2 separate regions of the Macaca mulatta genome follow, and region 1 is linked to region 2. Evidence: chromatin contacts called from public Hi-C data. All regions are on one chromosome and are shown on one strand. The core of a region is the stretch at or near the end of the contact, and the rest is flanking DNA. Distances in the headings are between cores, read along the strand shown.

Region 1 (5,398 bases), core at 210-2,709, 46 kb after region 2:
CTGAGCAGAAACAAGTTCAACTCATCTCAGGGCGTCAAGGAGAGCAGAGAGTGGAGAGGTGAGAGGCCAAAAGTAGGAAAAACGTGAGTGCAGCTGGGGCTGGCATGCACACTCGGAACCAGGAAAAGAATAAACCACACAGAGGAACAGCTGTTTTTCTAGAGGGTTTTTCTCAGGGGCTTCTCTTAGTGCTGCAGCTGCTGCAGGCTGCGCAGGGCCTCCGCACATGCGCGGATAAGGCCACACAGCTGGATGCTAGTCTCCAGGGAGGTGCTAGAGCCTAGTTCAGCAGAGGCCCAGGTCAGCTTCTGCAAGAGGGCTGTCTGTGTGCAGGCCATGACATCTGTATTTGGAGGCACAGCAGGAGTGGGTGGCCCCTGGGCTGCCTTGAGTCCTGCTGCAGCTCCCTCACAGTGCTCCGGACGAGGTACTGGGGGCTGCGGCACAGGTCGAGAGCCCAAGGGGAGCTCTGAGGCAGAGGCCAGCTGGTGCTCCCGAGCTTGGGAGAGGGCAGCCTGGGCATTCAGAGCTAAAAAGAGGAGAAAGTGGGTAGAATGGTCAGGATGCCTGGCCCACCTCAGCCGTGAGCCATCTCCTTTCCTGCTCTGCTCTTTCTGTGCTTGAAGTGTTTTCCCTGTCCCTCTATAAGGCAATTCATCCACTTTCTACTTTGTATCACATTTATGCCTTAGCTTCAACTCTCCATCAGTACTGGGCCTGATTGAGCTCAGACTCTCGCGCAGTGGCTGGCACACAGGAGGTGCTTAGTTCTCTTATTGAGTTAATGGTCCTCTTTAGAGCCTAAAGGAGAAATCATTTTACCTCTGCCCCACCCAGAGACTCCACTGTCGCCCCCCAGGCCTACTGTTCTCGGGCCTCTATCACCACTTACCACGCTTCCCCCCTAAGCACATCCGGCCCCTCTCCCGGATTATTTTTTACCCTCACCGGGATTATCTTTATCCACGTCTGAGTCGAGTTCCTGACAAGCCACGCAGTAGATTTTCCGCTGTTTGTCTTGGAGGAGAATCGTCTACGGACCAAAAAGAACATGGGGCCGGAATGAGACGCCGGCGATGGAGTCCAGAGGGGAGGACTGAGGAAGGGCTGAGTGGCCCGACCCGCAGACCCATCCCTGCTGACTCGCCCGAGTCTCGCCTCACCCCGCAGTCCGCGCACGTCTCGCCCAGCATGCGGTAACCGCGCAGCAGATAGTCGCCCATGAGCCGGGAGATGCGATCTTGCCGCTCCCGTCGCGCCTGCAGCACCTTCGTCTCCGCCTCAGTCGGGGGCTCCCAGGAGAAGTCGTCGACTTCTGGGGAAGAGAAGCATAGGGACTGGGGGTCTTGCCGGAGCGGGCTGCCTCCCGTACCTCACAGCCACAAGCCCCTGCCGCCCAAGTCCTCACCGGCTCCGTTGAGGGCCATGTCGCCGTTGTCGCTGCCGGGCTCACCGGAAGTGACGTCAAAGCGGCGCGCCCTCCGCTGCGGCTCCGCCCCTTCTGTAGCGCCCAAGATTCAGGGCGGAAATGACGCCTCAGCGTGGTCCTCAGATCTCGCTGTGCCCGGAGTGGGGCGTGTCGGCTGCTACCGAGAACCTGCCCAGGGGACGCGTCAGTCAGCCGGAATCCAGGGGACGTTAACCTTCCGACGCGTGAGGCCTCGGGAGGAGCGTCTCCGTGGTAGCTCTGCTCCGGTCGCAAGACCTGAAAGTGGCCTCGGGAGGTCGCCCTTCCTTTCCGTCGTGGATGAAGGGGACCAGCTGGCTTGAGAAATCCCCGCTGGCCTCCGCCTCCCCTGGGGTTTCCCTTTCGGCGCAGGCGGGGCAGCGGCATCATCACGAACATCGCCACCCGAGTAATCACAGCGAGCGGCCCTTTGCGCATTCGTGGAGCTTCCTCAGGCCTCAGTGCTTCTCACTTCGCCCAGCAAGGCTGGCCAGGAGGGGAGCCTTCTCGCATTCCGTCTATTTCAAGACCCCTCCCCTTCTGCATGCTTGGTGTCCCAGTCTGTCACCCCGCTGCTTCCCAAGGCCTGGGACTGAAGCAAAGTCCGCCCCGAAACCGACCGTTCTTTGAAATTGAAATCCTCAAAAAGCCTGCGGACTGAATAGCGCTGTACTCAGCACGCGCATTGCGCTTCCAGCCGCCCTTGGGTGCTGCGTACTGGGCAGGGTCGGGTTGGGTCCTTCCTACATACTCTTGCGACCGTTAGGCTCTTCTTAGGTGAGTTGCAAGTTAAAATTACCAGGGCTCTCTGAACTTGGACCTTGGTGCTTTTTTTTTCTCTCTCTCTCTCTGTTCCGTGTTCTTTTTCCATATGCATCCTCTCCCTTATTAGATTCAGAGAAGCCAGACAGGGCAGGCAGGGGTCCTCAGATGTGCAGTCTGCAGGGCCTGAGGTTGTACACCAGGGCAATGGAAAAGCAGCTAGGACTTGGACTTTCTTTTTTTTTTTTTTTTTTTTTTTTTTGAGACGGAGTCTCGCTGTGTCTCCCAGGCTGGAGTGCAGTGGCGTGATCTCGGCTCACTGCAAGCTCCGCCTCCCGGGTTCACGCCATTCTCCCGCCTCAGCCTCCCAAGTAGCTGAGACTACAGGCGCCCGCCACCACGCCCGGCTAGTTTTTTGTATTTTTAGTAGAGACGGGGTTTCACCATGTTAGCCAGGATAGTCTCGATCTCCTGACCTCGTGATCCAGCCGCCTCGGCCTCCCAAAGTGCTGGGATTACAGGCTTGAGCCACCGCGCCCGGCCAGGACTTGGACTTTCATAATTACATCGACAGTCTCCTCCTCCGGATGGCACATGCCTCCTCAATCTGACCTGAAGTCCCCTCCTGCTGGCCTCCTCTTCCTTCCACGTAAAACCCCTGGAACTGTCATTCTTGCTGCCTCCTGCTTACCTAGAGAGCCCTGTGCCCCTTTGGCATCTCCATCTACCAGTCAGGCTCTTGGGCAGCAGCGTACCTGACTTAGGGCCTGTACCCCAAGTCGTTTCTATCAGGCACTAGAGCCACCGTTTTTTGTGTGTTTGTTTTGTTTGTATTTTTTGTAGCAATTGGGTTTCGCTGGTCTCCAAGTCCTGGACTCAACTGATCCTCCCACCTCAGCCTCCCAAAGTGCTGGGATTACAGTGAAGTGCACCCAGCCTTAGGCTGACTAGAGGAACTATCTCTATACCATCTCTTGGACGCATAGACCCCCAGGTTATTACTGTCTCCAGCTCCCAGCCCTACCCTGAATTCCTCAGTGCGCCGACTATGTCACCATTATGGCCGATAACCACTCAACTGTCTATTCTGCCTCGCACCTACAAAGACCCTTATATGAGTCCTCTCACTTAATCTCTCCAATTTACTCCTCATGATAACCTTATATGGGGTATTATCCCCATATAAGCAGGAAACTGAATAATTCTTTTAAAATACAGTGTCATTCTTGTACTAAAAACCATCTGGTTGCTGGGAATGGTGGCTCACGCCTGTAACCCCAGCACTTTGGAGGCCGAGGCAGGCAGATCACTTGAGTTCAGGAGTTCGAGACCAGCCTGGCCAACATAGTGAAACCCCATCTCTACTAAAAATACAAAAATTAGCCAGGTGTGGTGGCGGGCGCCTGTAATCCCAGCTACTTGGGAGGCTGAGGCAGGAGAATTGCTTGAGGCAGAAGTGAGCCGAGAGCACACGACTACACTCCAGCCTGGGCAACAGAGTGAGACTCTGTCTCAAAAAAAAAAAAAAAAATCTGGCATCTCCCCATCATACTTAGACAAAATCCAAAGTCCTTGTTATGGTCTCCAGGGTCCTACAAATCTGGCCTTGGCCCCCCACATCCAGACAACACATACAGAGATGCACACCCATCTCCCATCCTCCCTGCATCCCTCTTCTCTCACTGCTCAAGAAGATTCTTGCCACTTTTCTCCTCTCAGGGCTCCTCACCATCTTAAGTTCCACTGTAGGGTAGACAAGACACAGAACTGGAATGAGGCAGGACTGGGTTTGATCCTGGATCCGCTATTTACTATATCACCTGGAGTAATTTACTTCATCACTCTGGACTTCAATTTCTCATCTGTAAAACAGGGACAGTAGACCAGGTACGGTGGCTCAGGCCTATAATCCCAGCACTCTGGGAGGACATGTAAGAGGATTGCTTGAGACCAGCCTGGACAGCATAGTAAGACCCCATCTCTAAAAAATATATATATATTTTACTTAGCGGGTGCAGTGGCATGCACTTGTAGTCCCAGCTACTCAGGAGGCTGAGTAGGAGGATTGCTCCCAGCCCAGGAGATCCAGGCTGCAGTGAGCCATGATCAGGCTTCTGCACTGCAACTTGGGTGATAGAGCAAGACCCTGACTCAAAACAAAAATGGGGCCACTTATGCCTGTTTGGTGCTTGTTTGTTTTTTGAGATGGAGTCTCGCTCTGTCACCCAACCTGGAGTGAAGTGGTGTGATCTTGGCTCACTGCCACCTCTACCTTCCAGGTTTAAGCGATTTCTTGTGCCTCACCCACCTGAGTAGGATTACAGGCATGCACCACCACACCTGGCTACTTTTTTTCTTTCTTTCTTTCTTTTTGAAATGGAGTCTCACTCTGTCATCCAGGCTGGAGTGCAGTGGTGCAATCTCGACTCACTGCAAGCTCCACCTCCTGGGTTCACAACATTCTCCTGCCTCAGCCTCCCGAGTAGCTGGGACTACAGTCGCCTACCACCATGCCTAGCTAATTTTTTGTATTTTTAGTAGAGACAAGGTTTCACTGTGTTAGCCAGAATGGTCTCGATCTCCTGACCTTGTGATCCACCTGCCTCGGCCTCCCAAAGTGCTGGGATTACAGGCGTGAGCCACCACACCTGGCTGTCCAGCTAATTTTTTTTTGCATGTTTAGTAGAGACAGGGTTTTACCATGTTAGCCAGGATGGTCTCGATCTCCTGACCTCGTGAGCTGCCCGTCTTGGCCTCCCAAAGTGTTGGGATTACAGGCGTGAGCCACTGTGCCCGGCGAATTTTTTAATTTAGTAGCAGTAGCCATAGCAGTAGCAGAGACGGGGTTTCACCATGTTGGCCAGACTGATCTCAAGCTCCCGACTTCAGGTGATCTGCCCACCTCAGCCTCCCAAAGTGGTAGGATTACAGGCGTGAGCCACTGCGCCCAGCTTCAAAGATGTTTATCCAGGGAACAGCCATGGAAGATGGAGTTGGTGTCTCCCTCCAGAGCAAAGGACAACCATGCTTACTGGCTTTGAGTTTCCTAAGCTTAGGGTCCTCTCCCACAATGCAGTTCACTCTGTATGTCCGCACTAACCTGAGCCCATCAGCATCACCCCCATGGGACTTAGGGTTAAAAGGAACTGACGGAAATATGCTGGTGCTCGTGCTGTTTGCTGCACAGTG
Region 2 (5,517 bases), core at 2,915-5,414:
GCCAACGGGCTTGGGGAAGGCTCACCGCTCTCATCGTAGAAATAGTGCACAGCACCCTCAGAGGTGTCATCAAAGGTGCAGGCCTCATGCACATTGGCACCGGCCCGGGTGAGCAACAGTGAAGAGGCGAAATGCAGCGCAGAGGGCAGCGTCAGCGCCCGGGAATGAGAGGCAGCCCGGCCCCGCTGAGCCTCCTGCAGGCTGCTGGAGAGGGTCAGCCCCAGGTCAGCGCCAGTTAGAGCTCGTGGGCCCTCCCCGGCCCCTGGTGCCCCTCGGCCCAGCCGGCAGGGTGCTCACCTGGGAGGCGAGCCCATGACAGAGGCTGGAGGGGTGGGGTTGCTGCCTGCATTGTGGCGTCTCCGAATGGCCTGGGTCCGCCTCACACTGCTTGAGCGGTCCCGCCTGCCAGTCTCCTCAGCTGCTGCCCAGAGAGAGGTCCCCAAGCGTAAGTGACAGATGCTCAGACAGGGCTGGGGGAGTAAGGCTGGAGATGGTGCTCCACCAGGAAGCTAAAAGCCTGGTACAACCACGCCCCAGCTCTGGGGCCCAGCCAGGTCACATAGCCCCTTGCTCAGTTTCCTTACTTGCAAACAAGGATGACACTGATCTGCCCTGCCCCACCCCACTGGTGCTGGGAGGATGAGTGTGGATGATGAGAGTCCTCAGGGGACAAAGACTCAGGTGCTAACCAAGGATGCGAAGGCAGGTGGCTGAACCCATGTCTACGAGATTTGGCAGACAATGTCAATCATCACCAGGCCCACATCCATCTGCTGCCTACGACAGAGGCTGAGCTGACACTGACCAGGTCCGCTCTTACCTGCCCTTTGCCCAAACCCAAGCCCGTAACTCACGTCCCCCAGCCCGCCTCTAGAGCCAGTACTCACCTCCCCCAACAGCACCTTCCTCCTGCAGCTCCCCCCGCCAGCCGGGCTGGTTGGCAGCAGGTCCCCTTCGGGCCTCAGCAGGCAGCACAGCAGGCTCACCAGCAGCCTGCTCCACCCCAACCTGGGCCTCCAGCTCGGCCTTGGAGCCAGCCAGTGGGGGCCTCAGAACATCACCCCCAGCCCCATCCATGCTCAGCACTCGGGCATGTGTTTTAGCGCTGGCGGTACTAGGCGTCCGCTGGGTCCCATATGGCCGCTTGGGGGGCACAGCAGTTCCCTCCTCAGCCCCATGGGGGGCCCTCCGCTTCCGGGGTCCCCCTGCTGCACCCCGGGAGCTCTCAGGGGAATAGCAGGAAGTAGAAGAGGAGCTGTCAGTACTGTAGCGGCGCTGCGATCGGAGACTGGAGGCCGGACTCAGTTCACTGCCCTCGCTGGTGTCTTCATCCTCAAAGAAGGCCCCACCTTCAAGCAGGGGCCGTCGAGGGGCACGGCCAGGTGGAGAGTGTCTTCGCAGGGGTGGCTGCTGTTTGCTAGGCCGTAGCAGGGCCAAGTCCTTGGGCCGCACAACCAGGAGCGGCTCAGCCAGGCCCGGTGGTGTCCCTGCTCCAATGACCGTGTCAAAGGAACGCAGCGTGTCATCTGAGGGGACTCCGGCGTCTGGCGAGGCGGGCAGCTCAGCCTCAGAGGGTGGGTCTGTGTCGCTGCCCTCAGGGGCTGGCCCCCCTGGGGGGCTGTCCAGATGGGTGGAGTTGGTCTTCTCACTCTTGAAGCTGCTCAATGTCTCCCTATCAGTGCCGCTGAAGCAAGAGTCTGAGGAGCCCGCTTTCTGGGGCGTGGGCTCCCCTGAGCCCCGCCGGTCAAGGGGCTGATAGCCACCTGCCCCCCTGCGTTGCTCCCGTCGACTGCTGGTCCTCACCAGGGCCCGGTCAGGCCGGGTCAGGGTCAGGAAGCTCTTGCTCAGCTCCTGGCTGAGGCTCCCCTTCAGGAGGGGGCTCATGGGAGTGTCAGCCATGCTGCTCCCACTCCAGGGCGCTCCATCTCCAGCCAGAGGAGAAGGCTCTGAAGAGTCTGTACTGGGAAGAGAGGGGTCTGGGACAGCCCCTGGAGGCGTCTGGGGAAGGTCTCCAACTGCCAGAAGAACGGGAGACAGAAAATGAGAAAAAGGGTTTTCTGCAAAAGGAACTGGTGGTAAGGGGGCTCTTATGCCCTGTACTTTTCCTGAGAGCCCAGCCACAGCAGCACACTGGGGAGGTCCCACAGAGGAATACAGAGGAGACCCAGGATGGAGCCAAAGTTGAGGGGATTCAATGACAAAACAGCTGGTCTAGCCCACAAGCCTCAGCCCCATAAGGCCCACGCACTCAGTTTCTCCTGCGAGCTGAGCTTCAGCATCTCTCGGTCAGCAGAGGTCACGATCACATTGTTGCTGCCCTGCTCCCGCACCAGCTCCTTGATGTCTGCAACCACGGCCCCAGAGGTGTCAGCAGGACCCCCTGGCACAGCATGCCAGCCCCTGTTCCACAGCACTATGCTCCAACCCTAAAGAGCAGCCACCTACCTCTCAGGGGCCCAGAGTCCTCCATTCGGGGCAGCAGCTCCTGAGTAGACAGAGAGAGGCGTGAAGGAGCAAACAAGGCAAGAAGTAGGCTCAGGACGCACCCACAGTAGGGACTGGCTCGCGGAGGAACAGCAGGACAAGCTGAAGTCCAGGCCCACTCACCGAGACCTGGTTGAAGCCAAACACAGAGTGCTGGGAGCTGCAGCGCACTGGGGGTGTGGAACTGACTTTCCGGAACACTGTCATCTCCACTCCGGGGTCCCTGGCAGTGAAAAAGAACAGCAGCTTTGAGCTAACCTCTCCTCTGTGTATGCTACTTCCATCTTTGTCACTGCTTCTTCTTCAGAAGTCACTTTACAATTCCTAGGCTAACACAAGACAAGTGTTCACATTCACTCAGAGAGCCAATGTTCCCTAAGTCCCTACTCCACCCTGCAAGGTTCAGGCCCAGGCACCAAAACCCCTCAATCCCCAGCACAGTCCCTACCCCACCCACCTGGGCGGATTGCTGTCCCCCTGGGCAGGCTCTTCCTCCAGCTCCCCCATGGTAGAGCTGCGCTTCTCCACGATCTCGCCCTGGTCAAACATGGCATGCAGCCGATAGTTGACGGTCTTGATGGCAGCAAAGATGACAGCCACCACGAGGCAGTACACGCCGGCCACCATCAAGCTGGGAGGCAGGACCTGAAGATGAAAGTAAACCAGGTCTCTTTTCACAAAGCCTTGCCACTACAGGACGTAGCTGCCATCGTCGCCATAGCTAGGATTCACAGACTCACTAGAAAACTTCATCACCTCTGCACACAACCACTACACAGCCCTTGGCAACGAGCTCTGTCTTCTATTTAGCTGGATAACATTAAGTGTGGGGTTCAAGGTCACTCGATCCAAGAAAGGTAGACTTTGGCCTCTTCCACGCAGACCCAAACTCTGCAGTAATTCCTCTCTCTCCACGTCCCAGAGCCCAGGGCACGGCCCCGAATCCCTGCCAGGCTGCCCTCCCTCTCCCGGCTGGAGTTACAGGTGGCCGTGGCGTCTCACCATGTACAGCAAGAAGGGAAAGATGAGCAGGAAGATCCAGACATAGAGGTGGAAGCAGTTGGAGAAGGTGCTCTGGTGCGGGTCGAAGAACCAACCGCCGGTGAGCGAGGCCCACACCCCCTGGCGCAGGATCTGCAACACCTGCGACCCCATGGCCCCGCCGCTGCTGCGCGCGCCCCACTCCCGGGACCCTCATGGGGGCGGCCCCCGGCCCATGCCCCGTCTGGCGCCTGAGGGCCCCGGGGCCCGGCCTCACGCTCACGCCATGGCCTCCCCCAGCGGGGGAGGGGGGCTCGGCCGCGCGAGGGTGCGGGCAGGGGGCGGGGCCGACCGGGACAGTCAGCGGTGCAAGGCCCAGACGCGGGGGTGGGGCTGCATCAGGGGCGGGGTCCGCGTCCCCACTCGTGGCCCAGAATTGCTCCGAGGGGCCGAGCCGTCAGGCAGGCGCGGGGCACGGGCCGGGCACCCGTCGGCGGCATCCAGAGGTGGGCGTGGGGTGGATGCTCCCGGGGTGCAGGCGACAGCTCTCTAGTCTCCGGACCAGGGAGAACCCCAGGATCTGGGGTCCACTTCCGGGGTCGCAGGTCACTCGCTTGGGGCTCCGCGCTCGCCCGGCTTCTGCCGGTGCCGGCCTAAGGAAGAGGCCGGAAGAAGGAGCCGCGAGCCGCCAGCCTTCAGTGGCGCATGCGTCCAACGGTTCCAATTGAGACCCGGAAAAGGAAAACTTGACGGCATGAATGCGCAAGCGCAGAGAGGTGGTGGCGCGGTAGGACGCGAGGGGTGCCATTTGTGCGTGCGCAGAGTCCAGAACTAAAGCAAGTACATGCGCAAAAGCGTTTGGGCGCATGCGTACACCCAGGCGTCGCCAACCCAGGGTAGACGACTGGGCGGAACCAAAGAGACAGTTGAGTAGCCATTGGGTAACGGCAAAGTAATTGGCGCACAGCTCTTCCAATGAGTTACAGGAGACGGGGAAAAGATGGAGGCGTGGAATCCCCTAGTTGCAGCGAGTGTTCTGCACTACCGAAGCACGCCCCTCTCGGTCCGCCCCCTTTAATGCTGGACCTCCTACGTCCTGATCGTTTCTCGGCTCCCAGCGGCGTCTACTTCCGGGTCAGAGCTCAGACCTAGGGTGTAGAGAACAACCTTCCGGAACAGGCAGGAATAGTCGAAAAAGGATAGCGTCGTCTTTCTTAAAGTGACAGGCTTAAAGCAATTGGGGCAGCCCTATCCAGAGGTTCTGAGGGCGACTCAGCTATTCTGAATCCAATCGTGGGCAAAGTTCTGGACAAGTCTCAGGATTCTGCCAATGGGGAAGGGATATGAAGAAGCGGATTGTTTCCCAGGTGAGGAGAAGAGCAGAACCTTAGACAATCCACTCCAAGAGCTTGAGGTGCAGCCAGTTCCGTCTGTCCTCCAGTCTTCCCCACCCCATCCCACTAGCTCTGCGAGGCAGAGCTTTCTTGTACTCATATCATATATGAAAAGAATGGCCGGGCGCGGTGGCTCACGCCTGTAATCCCAGCACTTTGGGAGGTCGAGGCGGGCGGATCACGAGGTCAGGGGTTTGAGACCAGCATGGTCAACGTGGTGAAACCCGTCTCTACCAAAAATACAAAAATTAGCCGGCCGTGGTGCCACGCGCCGGTAGTCCCAGCTACTCGGGAGGCTGAGGCAGGAGAATCGCTTGAACCCGGGAGGCAGAGGTTGCAGTGAGCTTAGACTGCGCCATTGCATACCAGCCTGGGTGACAGAGAAAGGACTCCGTCTCAAAAAAAGAAAAAAGAAAGAAAGAAGGAAAATAATGAGGCTCAGAATGGATGGATCGCACAGTCCCACAACTTCGCAGCCAACACCAGACTTGGGTTCACCCCCTTCCCAAGTGTGGTTCTGTAACCCCGTTTTGCTGACGCCAGTGCGGATGCAGAGGACAGAGATGGCCCATCCTTAGCAGAGACCAACCTGCACCCTGGCCAGCAGAGCACGCAGCTGGAGGCTTTTCTTTCTATATCTCAAAGCCTGCTGTGATGG

What was found. Hi-C and Micro-C count contacts between places; a contact is called where the count stands out from the background.
Region 1: a contact with region 2 is called in a Hi-C map of cortical neurons, with 2.7 times the contacts expected there. The contact joins the promoter of ZNRD2 here to the promoter of PCNX3 in region 2. A contact is called at or near these places in 3 of 14 Hi-C or Micro-C datasets (blood, cortical neurons and liver).

What each region holds. Positions count from the first base shown.
Region 1 is chr14:8,821,904-8,827,301 of T2T-MMU8v2.0, forward strand. ZNRD2 (zinc ribbon domain containing 2) reads right to left here and starts at 1,460. Exons shown (of 4, transcript XM_015113792.3): 1 at 1,409-1,460; 2 at 1,164-1,315; 3 at 949-1,033; 4 at 154-529. The coding sequence starts at 1,427. The coding sequence ends at 186.
Region 2 is chr14:8,773,166-8,778,682 of T2T-MMU8v2.0, forward strand. It overlaps PCNX3 (pecanex 3), which reads right to left and starts at 4,165. Exons shown (of 33, transcript XM_077962142.1): 1 at 3,487-4,165; 2 at 2,942-3,129; 3 at 2,608-2,707; 4 at 2,446-2,485; 5 at 2,249-2,344; 6 at 888-2,015. The coding sequence starts at 3,639.